Regions from separate parts of the Mus musculus genome. Here region 1 is linked to region 2. The links are chromatin contacts, called in public HiChIP or PLAC-seq maps. All regions are on one chromosome and are shown on one strand. Each heading gives the region's core, a stretch centred on a gene start, on an enhancer-like site or on the middle of the called end of the contact. The rest is flanking DNA. Distances are from core to core; before and after follow the strand shown. Region 1 overlaps Wdr66 (WD repeat domain 66). Region 2 holds the start of B3gnt4 (UDP-GlcNAc:betaGal beta-1,3-N-acetylglucosaminyltransferase 4).

Region 1 (4,916 bases), core at 2,304-4,803, 190 kb before region 2:
TCTTTCTTTTCTTCCTCTTCTTTTCTTTTTTTTTTCTTTTCTTTTCTTCCTTTCTTTCTTCCTTCCTTCCTTCCTTTCTTTCTTTCTTTCCTTTCTTCCTTCCTTCCTTTCTCTCTCTCTCTCTCTCTTTTCTTTCTCTCTCTCTCTCTCTCTCTCCCTCTTTCTCTTTCTCTCTCTTTTGGACATGGTATCTTACTAATTATCTCTAGCTATCCTGAAACTCACTCTGTAGATCAGGCTGGCCAGAAACTCACAGAGATCCTCCTGCCTCTGCCTTCTAGGTGCTGGGATTAAAGGCCTGTGCCACCAAGTCCAACTGATTTTTAAGTGTGTGTGTGTGTGTGTGCGCACACACACACACCCTCAGAAGCCAAAAGAGGGTGTTAAGTGCTTTGAATAGCTGGGGTCACTGACAGTTGTGAGATGCCCCACATGGTCCTAGAAACTGACCTTGGGTCCCCTATAAGAGCAGCACACACTGCTAACTGAGCGACCTCTTCAGTCCCGCTTTTGTGAATTTTAAGATGAATTCTTCTCCCATCGCTGTCTGCCTTCCTCCTTTCACTCACGCCTCATTCATGTCTCTCTGAGGAACTCTGAGGTCAGGCTCTGTCTACACCAGGCTGCGGAGGCTGAGGGGAGGCAGCAGAGCTGAGAGCGGCCGCCCTGCTGCTTCCCAGGGGAACAGATGCAAACCCAAACAACTGGCTCATCTGCTGGCCTGCAGCTGCCACCTGCCCTTGCTCTGTAGAAAGCCACAGGCTAGGAGCTAACTCTTTTCTGCATGAATGTCACCTCTGTGAGCCTCCCCACCCCCCCCCCCCGCCTCCCTCCACCCTCGCCCCCCAGTCAAGAAACACTGGTTCTAAGTGTAGAGCCTCCTGGGGAATTGTAAACTAAGCATAGTCTACCCTCCCAACCCCAGACTCACTGAGTTGGAATCCCCCCTGTTAACAAGCCCTCAGGGCCGTTCCCCCCCACACACACACACCCCCAGCCTGAGCAGTTTGAGAACTGTGGCCTTAAAAGCCAGGCTTCTCAACCCCAGCCACACATGAAATCACCTGGGGAACTTTTAAATAGCATGCCCCCCCCCCAACTAATAAAAGCGGGATCTCTGGGCGCAAGAAGCTGCCCTCAGAACTATGAAAACTCTTCAGGTGGATAAAATGGACCATAGCCTCAGCGGATACTGTACTTAGCCCGGCTGCAGACAAGCAGAACATTCCAGGCTGAGCATCCTGGCCTCTCTAGAGTCACCTTCACACCGGGGCATTCAGAAGGCACCGGGAGGACCACATCCATCCCCACAGTTAGACATGCTGCAGAATCTGTCTCTGTCATGCCTACAAATAGGCTCAGCCAGGAGTTGCCAGGGATACCAAGCTGCTGACTTCTCACTTAGCATTATTATCTTGTGTGTGTCGTGCGATATGTGTGTGTGGAGGTCAGGGGAAGGCTCTCAGGAGGCAGCGTCTCACCGGGGATTGAACTGAAGGAGCCAGGCGTGTGCCACAAGCCCCTTTACCCGCTGAGCCATCTCTCCAGCCCAAGCAGGGATCCTAGGTTTGTGCTGAGAACGCTCACTGAGATCTTGGGACTCTCTGGGTATGAATAATGCAGACATGTCAATTCCCTTTGTCATCATAGGCCCCTACTGAGGAATTGAGTTAAATCATACATTATGTCGGTAATGTATATGTATTGTAATTTATATACTTATTACTTATAAAGTTGATCGTATGTCATTAGCATAGAATTATAATTTATATTGTAATTACACAAATTCTAATTAGAAAGCACATAGAGAAAAAACAATCGCAGTATAATTACTGTCGGTTGAGTCCCTACTCTGGGCAGGCACTTGTGTGCTTTAAAAGAACCTAGTGCAGGCTAGGGATGTAGCTGAGACGGCAGAGTGCTTACCCAGCATGCAGGAAGGCCTGGGTTCGATCCCCAGCCCCACATAAACCAAGCACGCCAACATATGTCAATGAGATCAGAGGTTCGCGGACATCCTCAACTGCATAGCAAGTCTGAGGTCAGTACAGGCTATGTGAGATCTGCCTCAAACAACAGTTCACGAAAATAAAAGCCAGACTAAACAAAGCAAAAACTGCGGGGCAGTGATGGCGCACGCCTTTAGTCCCAGCACTTGGGAGGCAGAGGCAGGCAGATTTCTGAGTTCGAGGCCAGCGTGGTCTACAGAGTGAGTTCCAGAACAGCCAGGGCTACACAGAGAAACCCTGTCTCAAAAAACCAAAAAAATAAAAATAAAAAAAGTAAAAACTGCCCCAGTACATATACATACTATGCCCCCTCTCTCAAGAACATTGACCATAAGGAATATTACGTGATGCACCACAGATCCCATACACAGACAATGGCAGTGTTAGAATTTGAAGACAGGCCAGATGCTTGCACACACCTCTAACCCCAGCACGGAAGGCAGAGGCAGGGGGATCTCTGAGTTTGAGGCCAGCAGAGCGAGTTCTAGTACATCCAGGACTACACAAAGAAAAAAGAATTTGAAGATCTATTACCAAGTAGTGGTGTGTATATATCTTAACTGTTAAACATTGAGTTAACATTTTATCATTTTTTAAAAGTGTGTATATGAGTGTCTTACACGCATGTGTGTTTTGTTTTATTTTGGTTTTTTGAGGCAGGGTTTCTCTGTGTAGTCCTGGCTGTCCTGGAACTCACTCTGTAGGCCAGGCTGGCCTCGAATTCAGAAATCCGCCTGCCTCTGCTTCCCAAGTGCTGAGATCAATGGCATGTGTGTGCCACCACTGCCTGGCATGTGTATTTGTATACTTCCTGTGTTTCTGGTGTCCACAGAGGGCGGGAAAAGGGAATCAGATCCCCAATAACTGGAGTTGTGAGCCGCCATGTGGGTGGTTGGAATCAAACCTGGGTCCTCTGCAAGAGCAGCCAGTGCTCTTAGCCAATGATTATCTCACCAGCCCCAGTATGAGAGGTTAGGAGCTTGCAGTAAAAGAAGACCCAGGTTCAGTTCCCAGCACCCACAGGGCGATTCACAGCCATTAGTAACTACAGTTCTAGGGGACCTAACACCCCTTTCTGGTTCCCTCTGGCACCAAGAACATACAGAGTGCACATACATGGCATGCCTTGTAGTATTAAAATTATATAGCATAGCATGTTAATATGATAGTGGTTTTTAATATGTATAAAATTCATGTATAATCTAATGCACCATCATGCAATTGTGTCAAGTGTACATGCTAACTATAAAACAGTATCCTCACATACAGCGTGTCCACAGTTTCAGTCACACTTCCTCGGAACCAATAGTGCTGTTTCCCAAGAGCTGGGGCTGCCAGCATCCAGCCAGCAGGTTTTCCTTCACACATAGGGGAAGCGGGTCACACCTCCCTTTCTTCTCCAACCTGACTGAGTGTATCTAAGCTGCAGAATTCTGCATGCAAAAGAATGGAAATGATGGCTCCCCTCCCCCAAGGCTGTTAACTGCAGCTGGGAACAGCTTGAAAGCAACAGGTTTTCAACAATCTAGTGGTTAAGTATCTTTAAAGTGAAAGTAAATAACCGCTGGCTTAGAGACACAGGCTCGAGTAACAAAACTGTATCCGCCAGTGAGGTAGGGAGAAACAGAAAATTCAGATACTGTTTCCACTCAGTGTGAGGTCCCCGGGGTCTGAGGAGAGGGGCACCGGAGGAAATGGGGGGGGGGGGCGCTGCTGATTTTCTCCTTTGAATTGGCAGCTTCAGAAGGAAATTAGTTGCTTGCTTGAGGCAGTTGGATTGCAGGTTAGGTCAGCAAAAATCTAAACTAAGTCAGACGTAACAACCCACGTCTTTAATCTTAGTACTCTGGAGGCAGAGGCAGGTGGATCTCTGTGAGTTTCAGGTCAACCTGGACTACAGAGTGAATTCTGGGCCAGCCAGGGATATTCAGTGAGACCTCCCGTCTCAAAAAAATAAAATAATTAAATAAATAAAAGTGAAAATTATGAACAACAAAATATCTGGGGCTGGCAAGATAGATCAGTGGGCAAGGGTGCTTGCTGGCAAATCTGATAAGCAAAATTCAATATCCAGGATCCATATTTAACACCAGTAAGTTATCCCCATGGCCTCCAAATACGCACAAAGGTGTGTGTGTGTGTGTGTGTGTGTGTATGTGTGTAAGACACACAAATGAATGTAATTAGAAATATTTAAAGTTTATTCTAATTTTTTATTTGTGAGTGTATGTGTGTTCATAGAGGCCAGAAGAGGGCATTGGGTCCCCTGAATCTGGAATGACAGATGGTTGTGAGCTGCCGAATGTGGATGCTGGAATAGAACCCTGGTCTTCTGCAAGAGCAGCCAGTGCTCCTAACCACTGAGCCATCTCTCCAGTCCTCTTTCCATGCTCTCAATCCCATTTCTGTGCCCTATGTGTCTGCCATTATGCCAGAGCTGCACTGTTGATGACCATGGGATGAACTGAGACTGGGGGGAGGGGTCCTCAAACTCTGATCTGTTTTTCCCTACAGTTCCACTTTTTTCTACTATTTTGCAGTATTAATTCCAGAATCAACTTGTTGGTTTCTACAATAACAGAAAGGCCGGCTGGAGTTAGGGATCTCATTTGGTTGTTTCCTGGTGGCACTGGGCGTGGAACTCAGTGCCTGGGACATGCTAGGCAGGGGACCAGTCAGTCAGTTTGGAGAGCAGTCACCTTAACACCGTTAAGTCTTCCAAGCTCCAAATTAGAAAACTCTTTCCTGGGGGCTGGAGAGATGGCTCAGTGGTTAAGAGCACTGACTGCTCTTTCAGAGGTCCCAGCAACCACATGGTGGCTCACAACCATCTCTTATAAGATCTGATGCCCTCTTCTGGTTCATTGGAAGACAGCTACAATGTACTTAGATATAATGATAAATAAA
Region 2 (4,704 bases), core at 2,203-4,702:
AAACTGTCTCAACAAACAAACAAGAAAAAAAATCCACAGCAAACAACCCCTTAGAACAGAACAACAACAAAAACCACTTAAGAGGTGGTTGTTCTTGTAACTCCCAATGACGGGGAGGCAGAAACAGGCATTCAACCCCGGACTCAATGGCCAGCCAGCTTAGCCTACTCATTGAGTCTCGTACCAATGACAGACCCTGTCCCCCAAAAAAGAAAAGAGTTGGATGGCACACCATAGTGGGCTGTATGGACATGTCTGTGACACCTGACTGTGCGGATAACCGGTAAGATCTTTGAAAACATTTCGTCTTTTAATGATGGTTGCAGCTACAGTGTAACTGGGGTTATGTTGCTGCACACATAAGCTGAGGAGGGGAGCTTCTCTTTAAAAGTTGCTAAGGATCATCCCATGAGCCCATGCTGGCAAGTGTTCCAGCCCTGAGCCCCAGCCCAAAGGGAGTATTCTAAGGGATTTCAAATAGGGTTTGTGAATATTCTTGAATATTATGACACATTTAGTAAGTGCTAAGTTTTTGGTCTGTCTGTCTTTCTTTCTTTCTTTCTCTTCTTCTTCTTCTTCTTCTTCTTCTTCTTCTTCTTCTTCTTCTTCTTCTTCTTCTTCTTCTTCTTCTTCTTCTTCTTCTTCTTCTTCTTCTTCTTCTCCTCCTCCTCCCTCTCCTCCTTTTCTTCTTCTTCTTCTCCTCCTCCTCCTTCTTCTCGTTCCTCTCCTTCTCCTTCGCCTCCTTCTTCTCCTCCTTTCTTCTTCTTCTTCTTCTTCTTCTTCTTCTTCTTCTTCTTCTTCTCCTTCTCCTCCTCCCTCTCCTCCTTTTCTTCTTCTTCTTCTTCTTCTTCTTCTTCTTCTTCTTCTTCTTCTTCTTCTTCTTCTTTTTCTTCTTCTTCTTTTTCTTTCTTCTTCCTTCTTCTTCTTTCTTCTTCTTTCTTTTTCTTCCTCTTTTTCTTCTCCTTCTCCCCTTCTTCCTTTCTTCTTCTTCTTCTTCTTCTTCTTCTTCTTCTTCTTCTTCTTCTTCTTCTTCTTCTTCTTCTTCTTCTTCTCCTCCTCCTCCTCCTCTTCCTCCTCCTCCTCCTCCTCCTCCTCCTCCTCCTTCTCCTTCTTTTTTGTTTTTTTGAGACAGGGTTTCTCTGTGTAGCCCTGGCTGACCTGGAACTCACTCTGTAGACCAGGCTAGCCTCAAACTCAGAAATTCACCTGCCTCTGCCTCCCAAGTAGTGGGAGGTGTGTGCCCCCACCTTTTTGGCTTCTTTTTTATACTAGGGCGTATAAGTGTATATGCTGTGTGAGGCGCATGTGTAGGAGTCAGGGGACAACTTGCGGGAGCTCTTTTTCTCCTTCCACTGTGGTGGAGGGAAAGGGTTTGAACCTGGGTTATAGACTTGGCAGCAAACACCTTTACCTGCTGTCTCACCAGCCTTTCCTCTCTCTTTTAAGGCCAGGTTTCATGTAGCTTAGGCTGGCCTTGAACTTGCTATGTAACTGAGGATGGCCTTAAACTCCTGATCTTCCTACCTCTATATTCTAACTACAGATGTGCACCGTCACTCCTGGCTTCAAGATTTTTTCCTTATTAAAAAACCATCTCAGCCGGGCATGGTGGCGCATGCCTTTCATCCTAGCATTTTGGGAGGCAGAGGCAGGCAAATTTCTAAGTTCAAGGCCAGCTTGGTCTACAGAGTGAGTTCCAGGACAGCCAGGGCTACACAGAGAAACCCTGTCTTGAAAAACAAAACAACAACCAAAAAGCAAAAACAAAAACAAAAACAAAACAAAAAAGAAACCATCTGGGAGGTGGAGGGAAGAGGAGAAAGGCCAGCCTGGACTACCTAGTGAGTTCCAGGACAGCCAAGCCTTCAGCGACCCTGTCTCAAAAACAGATCACCACCAATGAAAAGAAAAGAAAAGAAAAGAAAAGAAAAGAGCACTGGGGCTCAAACCTAGGGTTACAAAAAGTCCTCCAGAAATTGAGCTACAGCCTCAGTGTCTTTTTTCCCTTTTTCTTAACTTTTACATGATTTTGTGTGTTTATGTGTACACGTGGGCTGTGGCTTGCATGTGGAAGTCAGAGGGACAAGGGGGTCCTGGGGATTGAACTCAGCTCAAGTTGGCGGCAAAAAAAAAGCAGCCGATTTCTTTAATTTTCTTCTCTCTTTCCCTCTCTCTCTCTTTCCATCCCAAACGCATTACCCCCCCCCCCCCCGCACATCAAATCTCTGCAGGATTAGGGGGAACCTTGTGGGGGGACTGGTACCACAGTCAGGCTACAGCTTTAGGGGAGAGCCTCTGCTACATTTGTTGGGGGGACCTACATGGTGACTGAGATGCACTGTATGCTCGTTGGTTGGTGGCTCAGACTCAGAGCTCCCAGGGGTCCAGGTTAGGTGAGGCTGTTGGCCTTCCTGTGGGGTTCCTATCCCCAGCGGAAGCCTCAATCCTTCTGCGGAAGCTTCAATCCTTCTTCCAACTCTTCCCCAGGAGTCGTCGACCTCCGTCCAATATCTGGCTGTGGGTATCTGCATCTGCTCAGTCAGCTGCTGTGTAGAGCTCCTCAGGGGATGGTGTCAGGGATTGGTGCTTGCCCATGGGATGAGTCTCAAGTTGGCTGGTTGTTGGCCATTCCTTCAGTCTCTGCTCCATCTTTGTCCCTCCATTTCTTTTAGAAAGGACAGATTTGGGGTCAAAAGTTTTGTGGGTGGGCTGGTGTCCTTATGCTTCCACTGGGGGTCCTGCCTGGCTACAGGAGGTGGCCTCCTCAGGTTCCATCTGTTAGTCATCTTGAAAGCAGCTAATTTCTTTCGCAACTCACACAGTTGGGGCTTATTGAATCAATGTATTCTTGATTGCAATTAACATACTAGGGCTGGATCTCTTTCGGAATTCCTCTAGGTTGGAGAACAGGGCTTGAATTCCCGGATGAAGGAGGAGTACGTCCCGAGTCGGGGAGACCTGCAGGCCGTTTGTCCCTTAGTACTCATCTGCTCGCATTTATATCTTCTCAGATAGGTCGAAAACGGTGCCTCCAACCATGGAAAGCGGGTACCAGCCAGAGCCACTGTCGGTGGAGGTCCAGATCCAGCTGCACCAGTACCGCTCGGTGGAGGAAGCATTCCTTAGCTTGATTGACTAGCAGGGAGAATAAAGGCTGCTCTGCAGCCGGAGCTTGAGAGTTTGTGTGGCCACTAGGGGAAGGGGCACGGCGCTGGCAGCCCAACGGGCGTGGGAAAGAGAGCGTTGCAGTTGCCAACGAGCCACAAGTGCGTCCTGGATAGACTGCAAGGTGGGGCGGAGTCCATGGCTCCGCCCCCAACGCGAAGCCCCGCCCCTCCTCCCTGAAGAGCCTCGCGGTTGCTCCATTTTGGAGCTCCGCCCTCTCTTTGGGACCCTGCCCCTGAAGACCCGCCCAGCGGGGGGTTCCTCGCGCTCCCGGCGAGATACTGCCCGGCTTTTGTGTCGGTGCGCGGTCCCCAGGGGTACTTAGGTAGGTCTTTGAGGGCGGGGATGGGGTGGTGAGGTCGCGCGGCCTGTGGCGCCTGGATCCCGTTGCCGGGAAGGAACCGCGTTCTGCCGGTGCCTCTGCTGGAGGGCTTTCTGTTGCCCGCCCCTCTGTCGCACGTCTGGGCTCGGCGGTTGCCCGGACACACCGCGCTGTGGGCTCCGACCACCGCAGCCCTCTAGATTCGGGTTGAAAGGATGGAGCTACCTGGGCCCTTTCCCCAGAGCCCGAGGCTGCCGACACCCCGAGGGCGAGGGCGCGGAGAGAGGACCCGGTCCCGCGGGACAGTGATTGGGGTAGGGAAGTGGGCTTTTCCGGGACTTTGGGTGGGTGTGGGGTGCGGGACACCGGGTTACGGGACAAACCAGAGCCCCCCTCATCGAGTGGCCGGATGGCAGCGGACTTACCAAACCTGCAAACCCCGAGTAGTTACAACTCTGTGGTCACACCATCCCCGCGAGGCTGCTGTGACCCTAACTAAGCCTTGCAGCTTAAGAGCTTTCTTGTAGCTTCAGTCCCCTTCGCCCCTCCAGGTCTTTCAGCCAAACAAGAATCACATTAAAACCATGGGCGCCCATTTAATCCTCAACTGTACCCTCAGGTGTTGCTCCTGAGCCTTGCAGGGAGGGCATTCCAGGTTCCTCTTGATGAACAGCATTCTAGGCGCCATATGCGCTCCTCGTCTTGAGATTTATCTGCGTGGCTCCTACTTCAGCTCAGAGCGTGGATGTTCTCTCTGCCTGTCACTTTTTGTCCCCTTGCTTCATGCACTTGCATAGCTATCCCAGGGTCTTGTGGCCTTTCCTCAATCACTTCATCCTTAGCAACATCTGGTCTATCATGCCTACTAGGATGTCCTTAGCTGCTTGGCTAATACTGGAGTTAGTAGGAGAGATGCTCTAGACATCTCTAGGGACAACAGGGTCGAAGTGACACTTTTTTTTTTTTTTTTTTTAAACTTAAGGATGGGAGAGAGATGGTAATGTGCATTCTGGGATTTGGCTGCTACACCTGTACCTCTGTTCCCTATATTAGGTGTGGCTCTGGCTCTGGCTGTGACTCCAGCCTCCAGGGGAAGAGGGCAAGGAGAGCTATCAGGTATAGCTCGGTTGTAGTGCTTGGATAGTGTGCATTTACCCAGCACCATATAAAGCCCCGCTTGTGAGCCCAGCACTGGGGAGGTGAGGCAGGTCGGTCAG

What was found. HiChIP or PLAC-seq counts read pairs in DNA pulled down with a chosen protein or histone mark.
Region 1: a contact with region 2 is called in an H3K4me3 HiChIP or PLAC-seq map of bone marrow-derived macrophages, with 4 times the contacts expected there. The contact joins the enhancer-like site here to the promoter of B3gnt4 in region 2. A contact is called at or near these places in 5 of 39 promoter capture datasets (the HPC-7 cell line, hippocampal neurons, liver and 2 more), 2 of 484 Hi-C or Micro-C datasets (bone marrow-derived macrophages and embryonic stem cells), 6 of 115 datasets of contacts at active chromatin or transcription factors (the 230-238 cell line, acute myeloid leukemia, bone marrow-derived macrophages and 1 more) and 2 of 9 other capture datasets (macrophages and pancreatic islet).

What each region holds. Positions count from the first base shown.
Region 1 is chr5:123,314,713-123,319,628 of GRCm38.p6, forward strand. The region is part of intron 18 of Wdr66 (WD repeat domain 66); the gene reads left to right. Among named protein-coding and RNA genes, the nearest start is that of Bcl7a, 27 kb to the right of the region's middle. Within about 2 kb of position 3,554, at least 63 of the 459 cell types and tissues checked have an H3K27ac peak or open chromatin away from gene starts, as enhancers often do. A contact at or near this core is called in the HPC-7 cell line, bone marrow-derived macrophages, liver and 2 more, where this site is marked.
Region 2 is chr5:123,505,030-123,509,733 of GRCm38.p6, forward strand. B3gnt4 (UDP-GlcNAc:betaGal beta-1,3-N-acetylglucosaminyltransferase 4) reads left to right here and starts at 3,453. Exons shown (of 2, transcript NM_001382854.1): 1 at 3,453-3,490. It overlaps Lrrc43 (leucine rich repeat containing 43), which reads left to right. Exons shown (of 12, transcript NM_001033461.3): 12 at 3,012-3,176. The coding sequence ends at 3,139.